Regions from separate parts of the Canis lupus genome. Here region 2 is linked to region 1. A link is a contact called in public Hi-C data. All regions are on one chromosome and are shown on one strand. Each heading gives the region's core, a stretch centred on a gene start, on an enhancer-like site or on the middle of the called end of the contact. The rest is flanking DNA. Distances are from core to core; before and after follow the strand shown.

Evidence for each region. A called contact is a pair of places that touch in the nucleus more often than the background predicts.
Region 2: a contact with region 1 is called in a Hi-C map of blood, with 6 times the contacts expected there. The contact joins two enhancer-like sites. A contact is called at or near these places in 2 of 9 Hi-C or Micro-C datasets (both in blood).

Annotation. Positions count from the first base shown.
Region 1 is chrX:9,395,818-9,402,576 of UU_Cfam_GSD_1.0, reverse strand. It overlaps TMSB4X (thymosin beta-4), which reads right to left and starts at 215. Exons shown (of 3, transcript XM_038586830.1): 1 at 109-215. Within about 2 kb of position 4,051, at least 8 of the 20 cell types and tissues checked have an H3K27ac peak or open chromatin away from gene starts, as enhancers often do. A contact at or near this core is called in blood, where this site is marked.
Region 2 is chrX:9,588,711-9,595,285 of UU_Cfam_GSD_1.0, reverse strand. No RefSeq gene overlaps it. Among named protein-coding and RNA genes, the nearest start is that of TMSB4X, 190 kb to the right of the region's middle. Within about 2 kb of position 1,830, at least 3 of the 20 cell types and tissues checked have an H3K27ac peak or open chromatin away from gene starts, as enhancers often do. A contact at or near this core is called in blood, where this site is marked.

The DNA of each region.
Region 1 (6,759 bases), core at 2,802-5,301:
TGGGGCTCGGCTGCAGGGCTGCCCCCGGACGGGGGCGAGCTCGGGCGCCGGGCGGGAAGGGACCGCGGGCGGGAGGGAAAGAGGGAGGGAAGGGGCCCCGGGGCTCACCGGAGCGCGGCGCACGAGCGAGCTGGAGAGAGGAGAGGGATCCGGTCTGCGCTGCGGTCGCTGCCGAATGCCGGCTGGGGCGAGCCCGCGCCCTTATATGCGCGCCCCTATGCAAATGAGGTGACGTCACCGCGGGCCCGCTGCACTCCTCCGCGCCGCGTCCCCGCCCCGGCGCCCGGGGGCCCGCCCGGCGCTTGGGGGACTCGCGCCCCGCGTGCTCCAGGGCGCCCGAACCGCAACGACGGCGGAAAACTAAAGGGGGCCCAGCACCCCCCGCGCTCCCCGCCCCAGGCGTTGCCCCCTTCGAGGTTGAGGGTGTCCGAACGGGTTTGGGCAACAGCCGCGCGAACCTGCTCTCGGGGGGCCGGGGCGGGATAACCGAGGGTCTGGGTGGGACCGGGCGGGGGGGGGGGGGGTTGTTCCTTTACTGCGAAGCTGGCTTTGTGCGGTGCGGGCAACCCCGAGCGAGGGTGCGGTGGCCGCGCCGGAGGGCCTCGCCCCACGCAGGGCGCGATTCCTGTGACTCAGCTTCGGGGTCCGCCGAGGCCTTCGCCCCACCCCGGGCCTCTTTGTCTGCTCACCCGGCATCTTCTGAAATTGGGGGTGGGGGTGGGGGGTAAAGCACCCCGAAGGGATCTGCTTGTTACATAAAAAGGTTTCCTCGCTGTAACACGCATATTAGTCCATCGCTATGATTTTTGTGAGCACCCCGCTGAAAGACCCGGAATATTGGCTGCTCGGAGGTCAATTTATCCGGATTTTCCAGCGCACAACGCCTCCCCGCTTAGAAAAAAGCAGCCAGGTTCAAGCTCTGCCATTGACTTGCTGCCTGACAATAAGGAAGTTCTTTTACTTTCCTGTTCCTTGTTCCCCTAAACGTAAAAGCGATTGCCCCAAGGAGGCCTGCGTCCCGAGCCAAAGACTGCAATCCCGTCGGCTCTAAAATCCAAGATTAAATTTAAAAAATCTCGCTGTGTTGTGCAAAGAGCCTCTTCGGCCCCAGCCGGTTTGCAAGGGACCTGCGAAGTACGCCCGGAAATATGGGACATCTCGGGAGACAGGAGCAGTTTGCAAAATGGCCCCTTGCCTGGGAGCACCGGTGACCCCTTTGCCGCAGAAATCACCCACCACTGGCGTGCCCTGTGCCCCCCAGCGGCACGTGCAAACGCAAAGGACCCGCAGGTTGGAAAAGACCCACTTGAGAGGATTTTGAGACACAAAGCAGTAGGCACAATACTTCTGATCCCTTTCCGCATCCTAAGGAAATGTTTCCAGAACCCCCCTGCTCAGCACGTTCATGGCTGAGGCTTTTGTCCCCTGGGGATTAAAGTCAAGTGTTATATAGACCCTCAAAAGCCACTGCAGAGGCAGCTCGGACTTCCCCATTTCTTTATCCACTTGACTTCCTTCTTGGAGTGGGGGGTGGGGAGGCTGCAGGGCTGGGGGTGGGGGGCAGGAGCAGGTGATTGACTGGCTCCCCAGTTCGTGCTCTGGGGGGTGGGGGGAGGTGGCTGCCATTCTGCTCTCCAAACAGGATGTCACCTCTCTGGCTACACCTCCCCCTGACCGCACCCTAGTTGACGGGCCTGACAGTCCCCTCCACTGTGGAAGCTCATTTAAAGATCACGCATGGCCCGTTTCGGCTGGCAGCTGCCTGACACTGCCACCATCCCTGTGGGTTCCCTGATTCCATGTTGCCACACCCCAAACGCTGTCAGAAATCACTTCTTTCCTCCCCGGGGGTCCCCCCATACAAAGGAAGGCCATTAACGACGCACTGCTTCTTGTCCCCAAGGCCCTTTGCTTACAAAGGGTAAGGCCTTGCAGAACAATGTCTCCAGAAGAGACGGAGGAGAGGAAATTTGGAAACGCCTGGGGAATGTTTCTAGTTCGCCTTCCGCCGTGTTTAGATAGGGACGGAAAGAAAGGAAGGGCCCTCGCTTAAAAGGGAGGGGTCTTCCTTACTGGGCTTGCCTTGCCACCGGGTCAGGGGCCTAGAGAGTGCAAAGACAGGGGGAGGCACCTGAGAAGGAATGCAAACTAAAGGAATATTGTTAAGAGTCGTGTGACCCCCGCCATGTGAATTAATGTTTCTGGGCCTGCGTTTTGTCATCCGTGAGAGGGGATCATTGCAGTGCCCACCTCACGGGCTTGCCGGGAGCCCCGAAGTCTCAGGACGGTGCGTGACAGCTAGTAAGTGCTTTATGTTCTTATTATTATCATTTAGGATGGAAGGTTGAGAAAAAAAAAATTATAGTGTTTGGAAGTGCAAATTTTAGAGGTTTTTATTTTTTCATTTTTAGTTAATTTTTAAAAAAGATTTTATTTATTTATGAGACATACACAGAGAGAGGCAGACACACAGGCAGAGGGAGAAGCAGGCTCCCTGCGGGGAGCCCGATGTGGGACCCCAGACCACGACCTAGGCCAAAGGCAGACAATCAACCCCTGAGCCACCCAGGCGCCCCTAGAGGTTTTTTTTAAGATTAGTCATTTCTCCTAAAAAGTACTAGTAAAAATGAAATCTTGTGTTAGTTCTATAGCAAATAAAAACTTACAACCCCCGTTGGTTGATGCCTTATAAAAGTCAGGCATTGTCAGAGGTGCTTCTGCCTTTGTCCCCTGCTGCACCCCCACCCCCCGCACCAGGAGGAGAGGTTTACAGATGGGGAAACTGAGGTCAGAGATCCATCCTTGCCGTAACTCAGCCGGTAGCCGCTGCCTATTATTTGTGCTAAGGGGCTCATGAAAGTCTTCACCACCACCACCACCACCACCCCCCCCCCCACACCCCCCCCCCCCCCCCCGCCGTCCCCCAAGCCTGCGCCTGAGAATCATCAGGAAGCATGTGAGCGGCAGGCTGCTCTGGGTCCCACAGTGCCGGGGACAGAGCAGTTGCTCAATAAACAGTTAAGGCATTGCGTTGATCTGACTTGCTTTAGTGAGGAAGGTTCCAGAACCCAGCTCGGCCAAACTCTGAACCCGTGGCTCTAGCCACCTTGCTTCCTTCCCCAGATAATTCAAACCTTTCGGTATCCATGTGTCAGATGCCAGGGACGACTCCTGCCTCCCTGAAGCTACCATTGTGAGCGGGGTAGTGTGTGCAGGGGAGCGACCGCCACCCAGGCGGGGGTTTTCAATCCCGATTGAAAAGACAGAGGCTTAGAGTGGCAAGGCTCCCCTCGCAGGGCCCTCGGGTAGAAGATGGGTGAGGCACCCACCTGCTGCGGGCCTGGTCTGCCTCAGCCCAGGGGCCCCTGCACCTGTGTGCCGAGAGGGCCTGCACTGGACGGTGGCCCACCTCCAAAGCCCGTGCCCAGGGGAACCAGGAAGAGGTATCCGGGCCCGCTGGGTTTGATGTTCCTTTCCAGGGTAAGCCTGGGACAGATTTGTAGCTATTCCCGAAGCTGGAGAAGCAGCCACAGAGGTCTGGGTACGTGAAAATTAGTCCCATTATGTTTAACTTATTAAATTCTGTGCAGAGCACTGGCCAGAAGGAGAAGAGGAGGAAGAGAAGGCTCCCAACCCTTTGCTCTTGCAAGGCCTGGTGCCCTTGTCATGGTTTCAGGGCCTCCTACAGTCTGCCCTGCCTGCCTGCACCCGGCTATCCCCAGTGACCCCACAATCTCTCTCTGTTCATCTAAATCCCCTTAGAGACACAGCCCGAGCCCCCCCCACCGCCCCCCACAACGACAGGGGCTATCTGTCCACAATGTCTAATTCAATCCTCACCCCGTGCAGAGGGCACGAACAGCCGCATTTTACTACTGAAGGATCTGAAGCTCAGAGAATCTAAGGCACGCAGCCCAGATGAAGGGCACGGTCCCTCCACCCGCTCTACGCCCGCCCTTGGGGCATCTCCCCCCTCCCCAGCTGAGTGTGCCTCCCGGAACCCCACCTGCGGTGGCTCCACCTCGGCCCAATGGAACCGGAGGCCCCCTCGGTGAGTGTTCTCAGAGCCAGTGCAGGACCCCAGTGAAGCAGAGAAGAGGCAAAGAACACTCTCGAGAATGTCAAACGTGCTGCTAACTTTCCTGTTCTCTTTGTGGGCCTGATGGCATTTTAGAGCCAAGAGGAACTTTGGGGGGGGGGGATCTCATTCAACCCAGTTTCCTTCTGTGGCTTGAATTCTCCTCTACAACATCCCCTCCAAGTGGTTGCTCGGTCTATGCACAGCAAGGGCAACAGAAAAAAGCAGGCAGAGACTCTTCGAGTGTGTGCAGGGGGTGGTGAGTAGCTTAGGGCGGCTGGGGCTTGCACAGAAGGCTAGAAAGTGAGGGAAATAATTCTAAGAGGCAGGCGGGCCAGATTCAATAATACCAACAGATGTAACAATAATTAAGCAAAACAGCAGCAGCAGCAGCAGCAGTCCCGACCGTGATGATCCCATTTTTTGAGTGCTCCCCACAGACGGGAAGTCTCTGTGCATAATCTCCCAAAAGCCTTACACAACCTATATGACAGAGGCCCTATTATGTTCCTCATTTTGCCGATGAGGGAGTCTTGGGGAGATTAAATAATTTGCCCAAAACCACACAGTGAAAGCCAGAGGCGGAGTTCAAACTCAGACTGGTTGGTTCAGAAGCCACCTCAGTTAAATATTCCGCTTTTCTAGAATCCGAAGGCCCTTAGACTCTGTCTTACAGGCCCAGCTAAGGGTTAAGTTGTATCCCATCACAATAAATCATCCAACTTTCCCATCAGAAAACTTTGAAAGGCAGATACCATAGTCATGTATGAAATAAATTAAAAAGTTGCCTGCTTCAATTTTCAAATGATTTCACCACGGAAATTCGCTCTCTGCCTCACCCTACGGGGCCCAGTGTACTCGCGATAAAGGGGATTCTTACCTTGAACATTGGCAGTTTCACACGGCTTTTTTTTTAACTACTTTGATTGTTTTCCAGCATTCAGGTTACACTGGTTACAAAAAATTAGGTCAAGTAACATATCTAAAGGGGAGGCATTGCATACTCCCAATCGCCTTTTGTGCTAAAAAACAAAAAGGATACTTTTCCTCCTGTTTGTGAAGCAGAATTATCATTAGCAAGTTGTAAGTGTTCCTGTATCTTAAAAATGTGCTTCTTCTGTGGACGTCAGTGCTTTTTAAATACAATGCAGTTCCCACAGCATCAGCAGAAGGTGGCTAATGGCATCCCGGTACGGGAAATAAAGCACGGGCGGGCGCCGGATTTGAGGGCCCCCCTCACGTAGGCCTTGGGCAACCTCCTTGGCTGACCCGGACCCCTTCGCCACTGCAAGGCAGGCTCCGAGGCCGCGTGAGCCACGCGGTGGCACAAGGCCTCACACTCACAAAGCCACACTTCGCTCGGCTTCATGCTCTGCAGCCACTATCTTGAAATTGCTAATAATTTTGAACAAAGGGCCCCAGGCTTTCATTTTATACCAGGTCCCCAAGCTATGAAGCCAGTCCTGCCCCTGTCATTCCCTGTGCGCCCTCAGTGGCCTAGCTTTTCCTAGGACCCAGGAATGGGTCCGTCTACTTAGATGCCCTTTCTTCCTGCCTACCGTGCTCTCTCTGAGCCTTCCCGCCTATGCGGCCTGAGTGTGAAAAGGTCTGAGTGTGTCCCCGGGTGGGTCAGCCCCTGCACCCTCTGCTAAGCTTCAGTCTGAGCCTAGTTGCCTTTGGAGCTGGTGATCACCACATGTTTCTAGGGCCTGGGCCAGGTACGCACAACAGTTCTCTTCCCTTCCTTCCGGCCTGGCTGTTTTGTCCGGTCCGAGGGATGCCTACAGCTCTTAGTCTGCTTGCACATCAGAATTCCCAGGCATGCACCAAGGTCAATGAAGAAGCGAGCCTTTACCGGCATCTCTGCCCACTCCTCCCATGCTCTCTGATGCCTTCGCTCGCAGGAGGCTTCCGTGGGGGAGGATTCCACGGATACATTTTGCACCGAAGCAAGAAGAGGGGGATGTCACTCTCTCACACAAAGGCCAAACACAAGGCAAATGAAAGCACCGGCAAAGGATGCCTGAGTTCTAGGCCTTTGCTGTGCAATTTATTGCCTGCCAGGACTCAATTGTCTGAGTTGGTAAAGACGATATGGACAATTGAGGTTCACAGACACTACAGTCACTAAATCTCACTTTAGGTTAGAATGGACTCAGTCAAAAGCATGTGTTCAGATTCTCGTCTTGTTCATGGCAGCACAGTCCAAGAGCACAAAGGTCGAATGAGCCAAATGCCCCTCGATGGACGGACGGATAAATGAACTGTGGTGGTGCCATTGATGGGATAGTATTTATCCTTAAAGAGGAATGCTGTCCCGGTGCAACGTGGATGAGCCTGGAGAGCCTGCTGAGCGAAAGCAGCCCGATCCAAGAGACCACGTACCCTAGGATTCCATTCCTGTGAAACATCCAGAATAGATGAATCCATAGGCAGAGAAGGAGATTAGAGGTTGCCAGGGGCTGCGGCGGGAAGCCAGGGGGTGCGATTGCTGGGCAGGTCTAAGGTTTCCTTTTAGGGGGATGAAAATGGGAATGAGGACAAGGGGGTGTGGGGGGGCGCACAGCCCTGCGAATGTACGGAATGTCACTGCCTTGTTCGCTTTTCCAAGTGTTAATTTTACGTTAGGTGAATTTTACCTCCATTAAAAAAAAAAGCGGGGTGGGGAGAGGGGGGTAAGA
Region 2 (6,575 bases), core at 581-3,080, 190 kb before region 1:
CATCTTGGAAGTTGGTTACCACACCAGTCCTTCGTCATATCAAGTCATTTTTGGAGAAGGAAAAAAGGAAAGAAGAAGGGATCCTTTGGAATGTGCCTTCAATCATGCTAAAATGCCTTCCCTTCTCACCTAACTGACCATTTAACCATTCTCCAAGACTCACTTGAAGTCCCCAGTGCATCAGTCTCTCCGTGGCTACATGTTCATGTGCTTAGACCTGTGGGGCGACACGAGACACTATCTGCCAACTGATAAAGTTTTCAGGATCCCCACAGGTTGCTGGTCTCTTGCAATATTCTGTTCCACTAAGTCATGCCTTAAAGCCCGCCTTGGTGCTTTTTTAATTAAGATTTTGATCCTCTCTTGCAGCAAGCATTTTGGGGAAGGTGTAATGTTACAATGTGCTATGACTCATTTATCCCTTAGTTATTAAAGGGTCACCCAAGAGATGGTTTTCAGGTTAGGGACAGGCACAAATCAGGTGAGCTAAAGAAATGAGGAATTTCTCAGCTAGATAAGGGGAACCCTGCAACAGCTGGAACTCTGGAGGGTCAAGAGAGGTGCCTCAGGAGGATAACTTAGGACAGCCGATGCTCTCAGAGTCATGCCAACACAGGGGCTACACCTGAGAGTGAGTGCCTCTTAAATTTTGAACCTTGAGTGCCTTACCAGCCTCATCCTAGTCCAGACCCTGACTGGAAGCTCCAGGTGGCACACAGTGCTATGTCCATTTTACCTGGGTCCAGCCCATGTACACACAATGATGGCAACCAATCCCCACGGTGACAACTTTGGGTTAAATGACATGCTATTGCTACTTTGGGGGGTAGCAATTTCATGTGGTTCGACTTATTTGCTAATTGTCAGGCACTTTGCTCACATAATAATAATAATAAAATAATAATAATAATAATAATTAGTAGGAGGGGGACAGACAGAGGGGTGGGGAAGGGTAGAAGGAGAGGGAGACAGAGAATCTTTTTTTTTTTTAATTTATTTATTCATGAGAGATAGAGAGGCAGAGACATAGGCAGAGGGAGAAACAGGCTCCCGGGCCTGATGTGGGACTCGATCCCAGAACCCTGGGATCACGCCCTGAGCCAGAGGCAAACACTCAACTGCTAAGCCACCCAGGCATCCTGAGACAGAGAATCTTAAGCAGGCTCCATACCTAGTGTGGAGCCCAATGCGGGGCTTGATCCCACAACCCTGAGATCATGTCCTGAGCCAAAATCAAGAGTCAGACACTTAACCAACTGAGCCACCCAGGCGCCCCACACATAATTATTAATCCTCTGCAAAATAGGCATCCACCCCCATTTTACAGTTGAGGAAAGTCAGGCTTATCAAAGCTACAAAACTTGCCCAAGCTCAAACAACGGGTAAGAGGTAGTGCCAGAATTCCAAAGTAAGTTGACCTAAGTCCCGCGCCTAAGCTCATGCCCTGTCACCATGCTGGATATTTCTTTCTTTCTTCTTTCTTTCTTTCTTTCTTTCTTTCTTTCTTTCTTTCTTTCTTTCTTTCTTTCTTCTTTCTTTCTTTCTTCTTTCCTTCTTTTTTTTTTTAAAGATTTTATTTATTTATTCATGAGAGACAGAGAGAGAGAAAGAGGCAGAGACACAGGCAGAGGGAGAAGCAGGCTCTGTGGAGGGAGCCTGACTCAGGACTTGAACCCTGGTCTCCAGGATCACACCCCGGGCTGAAGGTGGCGCTAAACTGCTGAGCCACCAAGGCTGCCCAATGCTGGATATTTCTACAGGAAGATAGAAATTGGCAGCTATGGGTGTGGTGTAACTTGAGGCCATCTGAGCAGAGGTTCACTCTGTTATGTTAGCGGTGATCTGTAAAGACCCACGTTATGCAAGCATATTAGTGCCATCTCTTAGGTGAAACACAGACTTATAAGTGCTTGCATAAATGGCATGCGCAGAGGGAGCTAAGAACAAGTCCTCATGGATGACTAATTGCCATTGAGAGAGATTTTTATAGGTGGGGGAAGGTGGATCTAGGTCTACGGAGAACTGCAAAATCTCTCACTAGAAAATTCTGTTTCAAGGCCAGTGAGGCAGTCTAGTCTGTGTCCATTTTCTGGGGAAAAGGAAGGATGGTTTTTATTTTATTTATGTTTTAGATGAGGAAGTGATTTTCTTGATAAACATGGCCATTGTGAAATTCTGTTTTGTGTTTCAAGAGTCACTACAAGTTGAATAATATCCTTCACTTTTGAGACTGAACCATATGGGGGCGCCTGGGTGACTCAGTCCGTTAAGCATCTGCCTTCAGCTCAGGTGGAGCCCTGCTTGGGGCTCCTTGCTCAGCGGGGAGTCTGCTTCTCCCTCTCCCCCTGACAGCACCCCACCCCGCTCAGCTCATGCTCTCACTCACTTTCTCTCTCTCAAATGAATTAAATAAAAAACCTAAAATTTTAAAAAAGTGAACCAGATGAAAGTGTAGGTCAAAACTGCCAAAGGTTGGCAATTTCATAGGGCACAACCTAATACATCATCAAGAGCGGGTTTGGTAATCTTTTCTCACCAATAGCCAGATAGTAAATATTTTAGGCTTTGTCGGCCATAAGGTCTCTGTTCCCCTACTCTACCCTGCCACAGTAGCATGAAAGTAGACATAGAAAATATGAATGGACATGGCTGTCTTCTAATAAAACTTTATTTATAAACACAGATGGTGGGCTGGCTTTGACGTGCCGGCCATAGTTTCCCAAACCCTTTTGTAGAGGCAGCATTCAAGTGTAATTTAGTAACTTTCTTTGTTCTTTACTATTTTGAATTTTTTGTTCCATGGTTTTGTTGTTGTTCATTGCTTTTGTTTTTGTTTTTGTTTTGTTTTTTTTTTTTACAATTCTTTTAACGCTAAAATGGTAAACATAAAATTAAAGAAAAAAAAAAAAAAAGCCTAGATGGTGTCAAATGTCTTTGAACAGAAGAGAAATGGTTTGGCCATAGCTCACACATTTTAAGAGGGCAGCTGTTTTCATTCTGTCTTGATAGATGGAAGAGCCATCCGGTCTCATATAATAAGTTCCAAGTTTCAATTTGGTATTTCAGAAATAGAACTTGTTGCTGGAACATCTCTATCTTTAAGCATTTGGAGGGGATGCTAAATAAATATCACGGGCCAAATATGTCACGTGTCCAATGCTGTTATTAGGTAATACATGAGAACCTCTGATTTATGTATCTAATATTTAATTGTGTGCGTGCAAATAAGAACATTGTGCATGAGGAATGAATGCTGAAACAATAAATAAATGAATGCATGATATGGCTTTTCCTGAATGTACTAGAGAGTGCTGGCGTGTGTATATTGATTCACACTGGCGTGATCACTGTCACAGGCTTGGATTTCAAGTCTGGTTTCCCTCTTGAACCTTGGGGAAAGAGTTTGGCCCATCTCCTCACTCCTCCCTCATCTATAAAGAGCTTGGTCTAGATCAGAGGGTTGCAAATTCAGACGCCTCCAGGGGCCAGGCTGGAATTATAAGGAGGTAAGCACAATAGAAAACAACAGATGTTAAATTGATTGTACTATGATCTACTGTCTTTTGCAGCCTTTTTTTTTTTTTTTTTTTTAAGACTGTGTTTTGAGAGCAGTTTTAGGTTCACAGCAAAACTGAGAGGAAGGTACAAAGATTTTCCATATCCCCTACCCCCACACATGCACAGCCTCCTCCATTAGCAACATCCCCCACCATGTTGGTGAACCTGCTTTGACACGTCATCCTCACCCAGAGTCCATAGTTCACCCTACAGCATTCTGGTTCACTCGTGATGCTGTACATTCTATGGGTTTGGACAAATGTATAATAGACATGTCTCCATCATTATGGTATCACACAGAATAGTTTCACTGCCTTAAAAACTCTTCTACATCCCATTTATTCATCCTTTCCTCCACCCAACCCCTGGCAACCACTGATTTTTTTACTGTCTCCATAGTTTTGCTCTTTCCAGAATATCATATAGCTGGAATCATACAGCATGCAGCGTCTTCAGATTGGCTTCTTTCACATAATAATATGCATTTAAGGTTCCTCCTCATTTTTTTCATGGCTTGGGAACTCATTTCTTTTTAAAGCTGAATAATGTTCTATTGTCTGGACATACCACAGTTTATGTATCCATTCCCTACGGAACTCGATTCCAAGTTTTGGCAATCATGAATAAAGCTGCTATAAACATCTGTGTGCAAGTTTTTATGTGAACATAAATTTTCAACTCCTTTGGGTGGATTCCAAGGCATGTAATTGCTGGATCATATTGTAAGAGGATGCTTAACTTTGTAAGAAACCGTCAAACTGTTTTTCCAAAGTGGCTGTGCCATCTTGCATTCCCACCAGCAATGAATGAGAGAGTTCCTGTTACTTCACGTCCTTGCCCATATACGGCGTTGTCAGTGTTCTAGAATTTGGCCATTCTGATAGGTGTGTAGTGCTTTCTCACTATTGTTTCAATTTGCATTTCCCTGATGACATAGGATGTGGAGCATCTTTTGATTTGTGCCGCCTTTTAGAGAACAGTTGAAGATTTACAAAACTACTAGCCAAGTTCATCTCTTGTCTGTGGGTTGATCCCATGGACTGAAGTAGGGTTTCTTTACCTCGGTGCTATTGATATATTTATGCCAGATAATTTTCTCTCGGGCAGCTGTCCTGTGCATTATAAGATGTTTAGCGGCATCCCTGGCTTCTACCCACCAGATGCCAGTAGCTCCCACTTCGTCTCCCCAAACAATAGCGATAAAAAAAAAAGTATCTGCAGGTATCTACAAGGGCCAAGTGCCAGATACGTTGCCCATTGTCTCCCAGGAAGCAAAATTGCCCCCCAGGTGGGAACAACCGAGGTTTCGAGCTTACTATGGAAACATGGTTTTGAGCCATGGACTATTTCAGTGCTATTCAAAGTATGGTCCTCGGACCCACAGTATCAGCATTAGCGGGGAGCTTGTTAGAAATGCAAGTTCATGGGCCCTACTCCATACCTACGGACTCCGACTCTGCAGGGATGGGCTTAGGAATCAGTGTTTCAGCAAGCCGGCAGGGTGAACGAGGCCCACTAAAGTCCTAGCAGCGCTGGAGCAGATTCCTAGGGGACCATTTCAAGCTTCTGCCCCCCTGAATAGAGGTGATGATTAATGGGAGCAATCAGGGCTCTGACTGGTAGGGTAGACAGCAAAGGGCTGGAGGAAGATAAACGGAGGCGTACTTGGTTTTTCCTCCATCAGAGGAGGAGGAGGGGAGAAGAGGCCTAGATTTTAATGGTGTTTAATGAATGACCCTTAAGGATTTATTTATTTATGTATTTTAAAGATTTTATTTATTTATTCATGATAGACACACACAGAGAGGCAGAGATGCAGGCAGAGGGAGAAGCAGGCTCCACGCAGGGAGCCTGATGTGGGACTCAATCCCAGGTCTCCAGGATCAAGGCCTGGGCTGAAGGCAGGCCCTAAACCGCTAAGCCCCCCAGGCGCAGCCCCCCACCCCGCCCCGCCCTGTGATCTTTCAAGCAAGAGCTGGTTAAATTGGCTTGAAGAAAATGACTCTCACGGATAGAGAGAAAGCAGAGGTAAAAATGGGGAAAGCTGATGGGTTTTGAGCTGCTTCCAGTAGCTCCTATATCCTCCTGGTGGTTTGCGTGTGTGCTAATAAATGCCTCCTCTTTTTGCCTTAGGTTATTTGAGTCAGCTTTCTCTCACTTCCAAGCACGAAGTCCTGACTAATACACAGCTCAGCAGAAGCAATCTGGCAAATATGATTGCCTAGCACCTACTGAGGGCTGTGATCTGGATTTAGGAATGTAAAATACCTTGTAGAATCCTCCTAGTTCATTAACATTTCATTTGCTTAACAGACTCTCACAAATATCCAGCACAGGGACGGGAGGCTAAAGGAGAGACTTTTGAATATTAGTGTTTCAATTTACCTACGGTTTGATTATGACAAAATTTTCCCCTTTATGCCTGCCTGCGTACTGACTTACCAAAAAACAATTAAAAAAAAAAAACAATTTCCATGTTGCTTAGACCCTTTTTGTTTAAAGAAGTGAACCCCATCCAGTAACCTGGAGCGTGTGTGTGAGTGTATGTTGTAGGGATCCAGGGCTGGTTGCCCCCAAATGGGCCATTTGGCATAAAGATGATTTTGAATTCGAAGTAATCAGAGCCCAGCAGACGCAGGAGAAGCTCTCTGCCTCCCCCTCGACTGCCTACAATTACATCGGAAAGGAGAGCCTGTACCGGGAAGAGAGCCATTAACGGAGGCTCCCTTTTACCTAAGAACCCTATCTGCATAACAGGGCTACCTTGTTTTTCCAGACTTCCCCTCTCACCTTCCTGCTCATGAGCTTTCTCCCCTCTCTGTCCTCGGCCCCGCTCCCTCTCCTGAGCTCAGGATGTCAGTCAAGCCCCTGGGGGCCTCACTGTCTTTGGAATGTCCATGTCTCTGTGGATTCTCTGTAGGTCCACCTATTAAAATTGATTTTCTCCTGTTCATCCGTCTCATGTCAATTTGATTCTAAGTCCAGCTAGAAGGACCCGTGGGGCAGAGAAACGTCTT